Linked DNA regions of Mus musculus: region 1 is linked to region 2. A link is a contact called in public Hi-C data. All regions are on one chromosome and are shown on one strand. Each heading gives the region's core, a stretch centred on a gene start, on an enhancer-like site or on the middle of the called end of the contact. The rest is flanking DNA. Distances are from core to core; before and after follow the strand shown.

Region 1 (3,255 bases), core at 404-2,903, 120 kb before region 2:
ATTTCTCAGGGCCAGCTTATAGAGGCCAAAACCACAAAACTACAATGAGCTCATACACAGGTGCTAGAAGTGCTACCTGGTGGTCAGCCCTGACTCAAGCCATTTTAGAAATAACAGTTGGAGCTGGAGAGATGGCTCAGTGGTTAAAAGCACTGCTGCTCTACCAGAGGTCCTGAGTTCAATTCCAGCAACCACATGGTGGCTCACAACCATCTGTAATGGGATCCGGTGCACTCTTCTACTGTGTGTCTGAAGACAGCTGCAGTGTACTCATATAAATAAAAAATAAATAAATCTTTTTTTAAAAAAAGAAGTAACAGTTCAGATTGACCGTTGATGGGTCCTATGTGAAGCCGATAGTTGTGAAATTTCTTAAGATTAACAAACCTCAGAACACAACAGGGTATGTATGTGGTCAACCTGACCCTGTTCTGTGTCAGTGACTGGCAGGCATATTACCGTAACAATATGAAATAGCTGACAGGCATGGAACAAAATGACTATAGCTATGCTAGGGAAGTAGCCTTCAATAGGATTAAAGGCATGGGCTGTCATGACTGACCTGATTTTTTTTTTTTTCCTTTTAAATACCTGAGAACCATCTTGTTCAGGAACATCACTACCCAAGCCTCTCTCGTTGGGCAGACCAGGCTGCCCATGCATGGTTAACTTGCTACCTACCAGGTATTTAGGGACTGAGGTGCTTTACCAATGTATGGTTCTACAGTTAGCAAAAATAAGCCTTTATGTACCTAGAAATTAGTCTCTACCAGAGGGTTAGTGAAGCTACTGTCTGAAGCTCCAGAAAACTTCTGATATGTGACTTGAGATAAGGCAGAGAAGAAACCCGCCAATTATTTGTTTTCTTTTGCCTTCATATTTGTTTGTATCAGTGTGTTTGCTGATCAAATGTTTGTTACGTTTAGCAATTTTGAGCTGCTTCATAGATTGATAATTTCTTAAAACACTCAGCAGAGCAATGTGTTGCATTCTTCTATTGAGTCTGGTTTTGGTGGACACAGGAGTAGTTTGCCAACATGTATGTCTATGTATTACATGCATGTTTGGTACCCTCAGAGGCCAGAAGAGGGCAACAGATCCCCTAGACCTGGAGTTAGGTGGTTGTGAGCCAGCATATGGGTGCTGGGAACCAAGCCTGTATCCTAAAAATGCATCCAGTTCTCTTAAGTGGTGAGCCATCTTTTCATTCCCATGACCCTCTGTATTTTCATCTAAGAATGAATATGTCACCAGGCATGGTAGTGCATGCCTTTAATCTTAGCACTTGGGAGACAGAGGCAGGTAGATCTCTGTGTGTTCTAGGACAGCCAGGCTTACAAAGAGAAAAACCCTGCTTCAAAAAACCAAATCAAACCAAAACCAAACCAAACCAAAGAAACAAAAAAAAGTATCTCATTAATTTTCCATGAATTTCTATTTAAATTTTTTTTACTACTTTTGTGTATGTGAACAAACATGTGCCATAGCATATGGTGTATTTCCTGTTCTGCTCAGGTACATGAATCTGGGAGAGCAGAGCCTAAAAATGAAGTGGACTAAAGTCTCATGCAATTGCCAACTTTATTCAGAGTTAAGAGGAGTCACCTGAGCAAAGTGTACAATCACAAGTACAAAAACCGCACATGGCAAAACCAGGTTTTTCTGTATGGACATAATGAATAACAACAGCTGGAGTCAACTCACTTGTATCCGGAGGAGACAAACACATTCCAAGAATAATTCCAGGCTATTGAAGAAACTGTAGTCAGAAGACTCTTGCCATGGTTTCTTTTCTCACAAGCACTCAGAATTCTTGGCTTGTGCTTAGATGGGTAAAACTCAGAGGACAGCTTGTAGGAGTCGATTCTCTCTTTCCTATGTGGGTTCTGGGGACATCAAAGTAAGGTCATCAGGTTTGATATGGCAAGCACCTTTACCCACTGAGCTATCTCACTGGCTCAGAGTTTCTGCTTCCTGAGAGTGAGATGGTTGAACTCAGTACTTGGGGTGGGGGGTGTCTGACCAGTTGCAAGTCCTCAGAGAACGTCAAGTGTATTCTACCAGTTCACTTAGAACCAGGATACCAAGGCATAGTAGGTAGGAGACTCCAGGAGGGGAGGTGCCACACTGACTTGTCCATATCTGGTATGAAATTGCCAGTGAGGCAGGCTGAACCTGCTGCTGCTCCTGCTGCTGCTCCTGTTCCTCCTCTTTCTCTTCCTCTTCCTCTTCCTCCCTCTCCTCCTCCTTTTGGTGGTGATGGGAGTGGTGGTTGTGGTAGGGTTTATCTCTGTAGCCCTGATTATCTTGGAATGTATCCTGAGACCTGACTGGCCTAGAGACCTCAGAGATCTACCTGTCTCTGCTTCCCAAGTTATGGGAATTAAGGCATGTGCCAACATGTCTAGCTGAAGCTTCCATTCTTAATTGCAAAAGTGAGTGACTAGGAATTAGGGTTTTTATTTTGTTTCTTTTGTTTTTCGAGATAGGGTTTCTCTGTAGCTCTGACTGTCTTGGAACCCACTCTCTAGACCTGGCTGACCTCAAACTCACAGAAATTCACTTGCCTCTGCCTCCTTAGTACTGGGATTAAAGGTATGTACAACCACCACCTGGCTGAGAATGTGGTTCTGGAAACAACAAGGTGTCTGTAGGACAGGCATAGGTTTGTTTGCTTGTTTATTTATTTATTTAAGACAGGGTTTCTCTGTGTAGCCCTGGCTGTCCTGGAACTCACTCTGTAGACCAGGCTGGCCTCGAACTCAGAAATCTGCCTGCCTCTGCCTCCAGAGTGCTGGGATTAAAGGCGTGCACCACCACTGCCTGGCTGGTTTATTTATTTTTATGTGTATAAATATTTTCCCTGTGTGCATATATGTGCACCATATGTACATCTGTTGGATTTCCTAGAACTCGGGTCAGAGATCTTTGTGAGCCACAATATGGATGCAGGGAATCAAACTGGGATCCTCTGGAAGAGCAAGCAGCCAGTGATCTTAACTGCTGAGTCATCTCTCCAGCCTTGAGGTGTTTTTGTTTGTTTGTTTGTTTGCTTGCTTGCTTGCTTGTTTTGTTTGCTTTTGATGAGATCTTGTCGTATAGCCTTGGCTGTCCTGGAACTCTCTATGTAGACCAGGCTTGGTCCTGGTCCATCTGCCTCTGCCTCTGGAATGCTGAAATTAGAGATTTTTTATTATTGTTTGTCTTTGAAATGTAGTTTTACCCAGACTGATTTGCTCAAACTGCTGGTGATAC
Region 2 (2,833 bases), core at 287-2,786:
TAGGAGGTGAAGAATGCACCACTGGGGTTCCTGAGGCCACACATTTTGCATGTTTGGGGTGGGGTGGGGCAGGGGTTCTCTGTCTCATCTTGCCTGCAGGTTAACCCTGGCCTGCCTGCCTCCTTCCCCATAGAACACACCTTAGTCTATTTGCAGTTCACAGTACCCAGGCAAGGTTATGTGAGTGTCACCTTGCCAGAGAGAGGGATACATGTGCTAACTGGGCCTAATACCACCTTAATCTCAAACAGTTGAGGTGGGCAACACAGGGACCTGCAGGGCCAGCTCTGGGCAACTTGGAGGCCCAGGTCAGGGAACTCCCAAGAGAGCTGCAGCTGGCCCAGAGGTGGGAAGAGATCAACCTCTCTTTCTTTCCCTGGGTTCAGTGTTACTGTAGCTGTTCCCACACTTATTCATGGTCTTTTCTTCAGAGTAAGTTTTGTGGGCTATCCCAAGGAGAGTCAGGCACCTCCGATCCTGCTGGGGGGGGCCACTAAGTTCCCACGTCAATCCAGTGAGCAGCCAGGCTACGATATCCCCGAACCAGCCCAGGTTTCTTGGGTGATGAGGGAGCTTGGGGACGGCACAAAGTGGGGTGCAGAGCCTCAGACTGCAGTACTATTTTCACTGAACCCATTTCCTCCACAGCCAGGTCTGATCCCAGGATCTAACCCTGGGGAGAGGAATACATTTGTTTGGGATGATGTCGCTGGTTCCTGCTTGACGTGAGGGTGTCATGAGTATAGGACACTTAGTCAGGACAATCCACACCAGCCTACAGCACCTAAGCTTCCCAAAGCCCAGCTCCCTGGTCCTTTGTGTGTGTGTGTGTGTAGGTCCCATGGTGTGAACGTGACCACAGGGTTAGTTCTTCCCAAGTGTGTGTGGGGCGCATAGGCTGTGGCTCTTGCTTTGGGCTTGGCCTGCTCCCTGGAGTTCAGGTGAGAAATGAGTCACCGGAGGGTCACCTACAGTGACAACTGAGAGGAAGTGCCAGGGACAGCTTGGCCAAATGGCCAAGAGGCCATTATGCCCGTCCCTTTGGGGCCTGAGTCACAGCTTTCGGGGAAGTGGGCTAACGGGATTCCAGGGCCCCAAGTGTCTGTCTTGAGTCATGGAAGCAACCAGGGCCCTGGACATGGGCCGTTAAGGAACAAGGTCCCCCTGGCAACCCCAGCCATTTCAGACTGAGTCACTTCCTACCCCAAACAGTCTGCAAACTACAGGGCTCTTTCTCTGTTTACCTGGGAGTCAGTGTTAAAACCATGCCCTAGGCAGTCAGCAAGTCTCTACTTTCCCCCCTCACCCCCCAACCCCCCATGCAGGGTGACCCCGGGCATACAACTGATCTGGAGACCCCCATCCAGTCTCCTGGTAGCATCCCTAGAACCCAGTAACTGGTTGCTTCCTTCTGGCAACCCCACCTCCTCCTTGACCCACAGTCTGGGTGGCCCAGTCTCAGGCACCTGGGGGACTGGTCCAACAGCATTCTTCCTCACAGGATAAAACCTGGGGCAACCTGTAGGGAACCCTACACACTACAGCCACCCGTCCTGCCAGTCTCAAGCAACACAGCCCTTAGGTCCTTTGAGCCGGCCAGCAGCCTTGCTGGGTCTCCACCCATACCAGCAATGATGATCTCCAGACCTCCCCCAGCACTGGGTGGGGACCAGTTCAGCATCTTAATCCTTCTGGTGCTGCTGACTTCCACAGGTGAGCCCCAAGGGCCTGCTGCTCCTCCTCCCCACATCCTCTCTTCCCTCCTCCTCCTTCCCACAGTCACCTCCTCTTCGCCAGCTCAGCTCAGCTCCTTCCCTTGAGTTCCGTCTCTCTTCTTTCCTCTGTTGCCTTTCATCATCGGCTCCCCATGCCTGTCTCCGTTCTCCTTCCTCTGGCATGTGGTCTGCCTCAGTTTCCCTAGCAGCTATGAGGATTGAATGCATGTGAGTGCTCTGGTCTCAGTGCCTGCTCAGGAGCGCCTCTCACCGCTTCCCTGTGCCCTCCATCTCCTGTTTCCTCTTCCTCCTCTATTTCCATCTTGGGTCTCCTTCTGTTCTGGAATAGGAAGGCAGCTGCCTGGGCTTTCATGGGAGCTGGGGGAGAAAACCTGGGTGACAGTGTGTGTGTGTGTGTGTGTGTGTGTGTCTGTGTGTGTGTGTGTGTGTGTGTGTGTGTGACAGGTGGTGGAGCAGCGAACAGTGCTGGAGGGCCCAGGCTGAGTCTGTTTGGGAAGGTGGGGGAGTCCCCAGGCATGGGGCACAGGGCTCCTCACCACTTTCTTTATTCTCTTGCTCTCAGCTCCCATCAGTGCTGCCACCATCCGAGGTGAGTGTGATCAGGTTGCCTGGCTGGGTGGGGGTGGGGCAGTGGTGTGGACAGTCTTTGTATCTGACTCTATAGGGTAGGTCAGTGTGGGGACCCCAGTCACAGGGGAGCATGAGATTGAAGAGGATGGGATGGATACAGGCAAGAGGAGTTGTGTGGGTGGGTGGGGCTTAGGAAGGTGATGAATCTAGAGAAGGGAGGACAGAAGGGTGAGGGACCAACAGAACCAAAAAAATAAAGGTTAAGGGGAGTGGGAGGGAAGGCCAGATAAAGGAGAGAAGAAGGCAAGGGCCAGTCCCTGATAACTAAAGGGGACAGGGACAGGGCAGGCAGGCACTCTCCCTGCAGCAGCAGGCTGTGCTGGACACATGCTGTGCTGGGCACAGGTTTGAGGCCTTGCAGGGGGGTTGACAGGCAAGTCAGAAGACAATTGTGTCTACTGAGATGACAGAAGATGCCATCCCTTGTGCCAGTGTCCCCAGACTGTGGGAAGCCTCAGCAGCTGAAC

What was found. A called contact is a pair of places that touch in the nucleus more often than the background predicts.
Region 1: a contact with region 2 is called in a Hi-C map of nephron progenitors, with 2.7 times the contacts expected there. The contact joins the enhancer-like site here to the promoter of Prss22 in region 2. A contact is called at or near these places in 5 of 39 promoter capture datasets (3T3-L1-derived adipocytes, the C10 cell line, the HPC-7 cell line and 2 more), 2 of 15 datasets of contacts at CTCF or cohesin (CD8 T cells and the NIH/3T3 cell line), 1 of 484 Hi-C or Micro-C datasets (nephron progenitors), 1 of 115 datasets of contacts at active chromatin or transcription factors (effector CD8 T cells) and 2 of 9 other capture datasets (adipose tissue and liver).

The regions. Positions count from the first base shown.
Region 1 is chr17:24,119,874-24,123,128 of GRCm38.p6, reverse strand. All of the region lies in intron 1 of Pdpk1 (3-phosphoinositide dependent protein kinase 1), which reads left to right. Among named protein-coding and RNA genes, the nearest start is that of Gm33409, 20 kb to the left of the region's middle. Within about 2 kb of position 1,653, at least 13 of the 459 cell types and tissues checked have an H3K27ac peak or open chromatin away from gene starts, as enhancers often do.
Region 2 is chr17:23,996,803-23,999,635 of GRCm38.p6, reverse strand. It overlaps Prss22 (protease, serine 22), which reads left to right and starts at 1,536. Exons shown (of 6, transcript NM_133731.2): 1 at 1,536-1,713; 2 at 2,299-2,325; 3 at 2,799-2,833. The coding sequence starts at 1,632.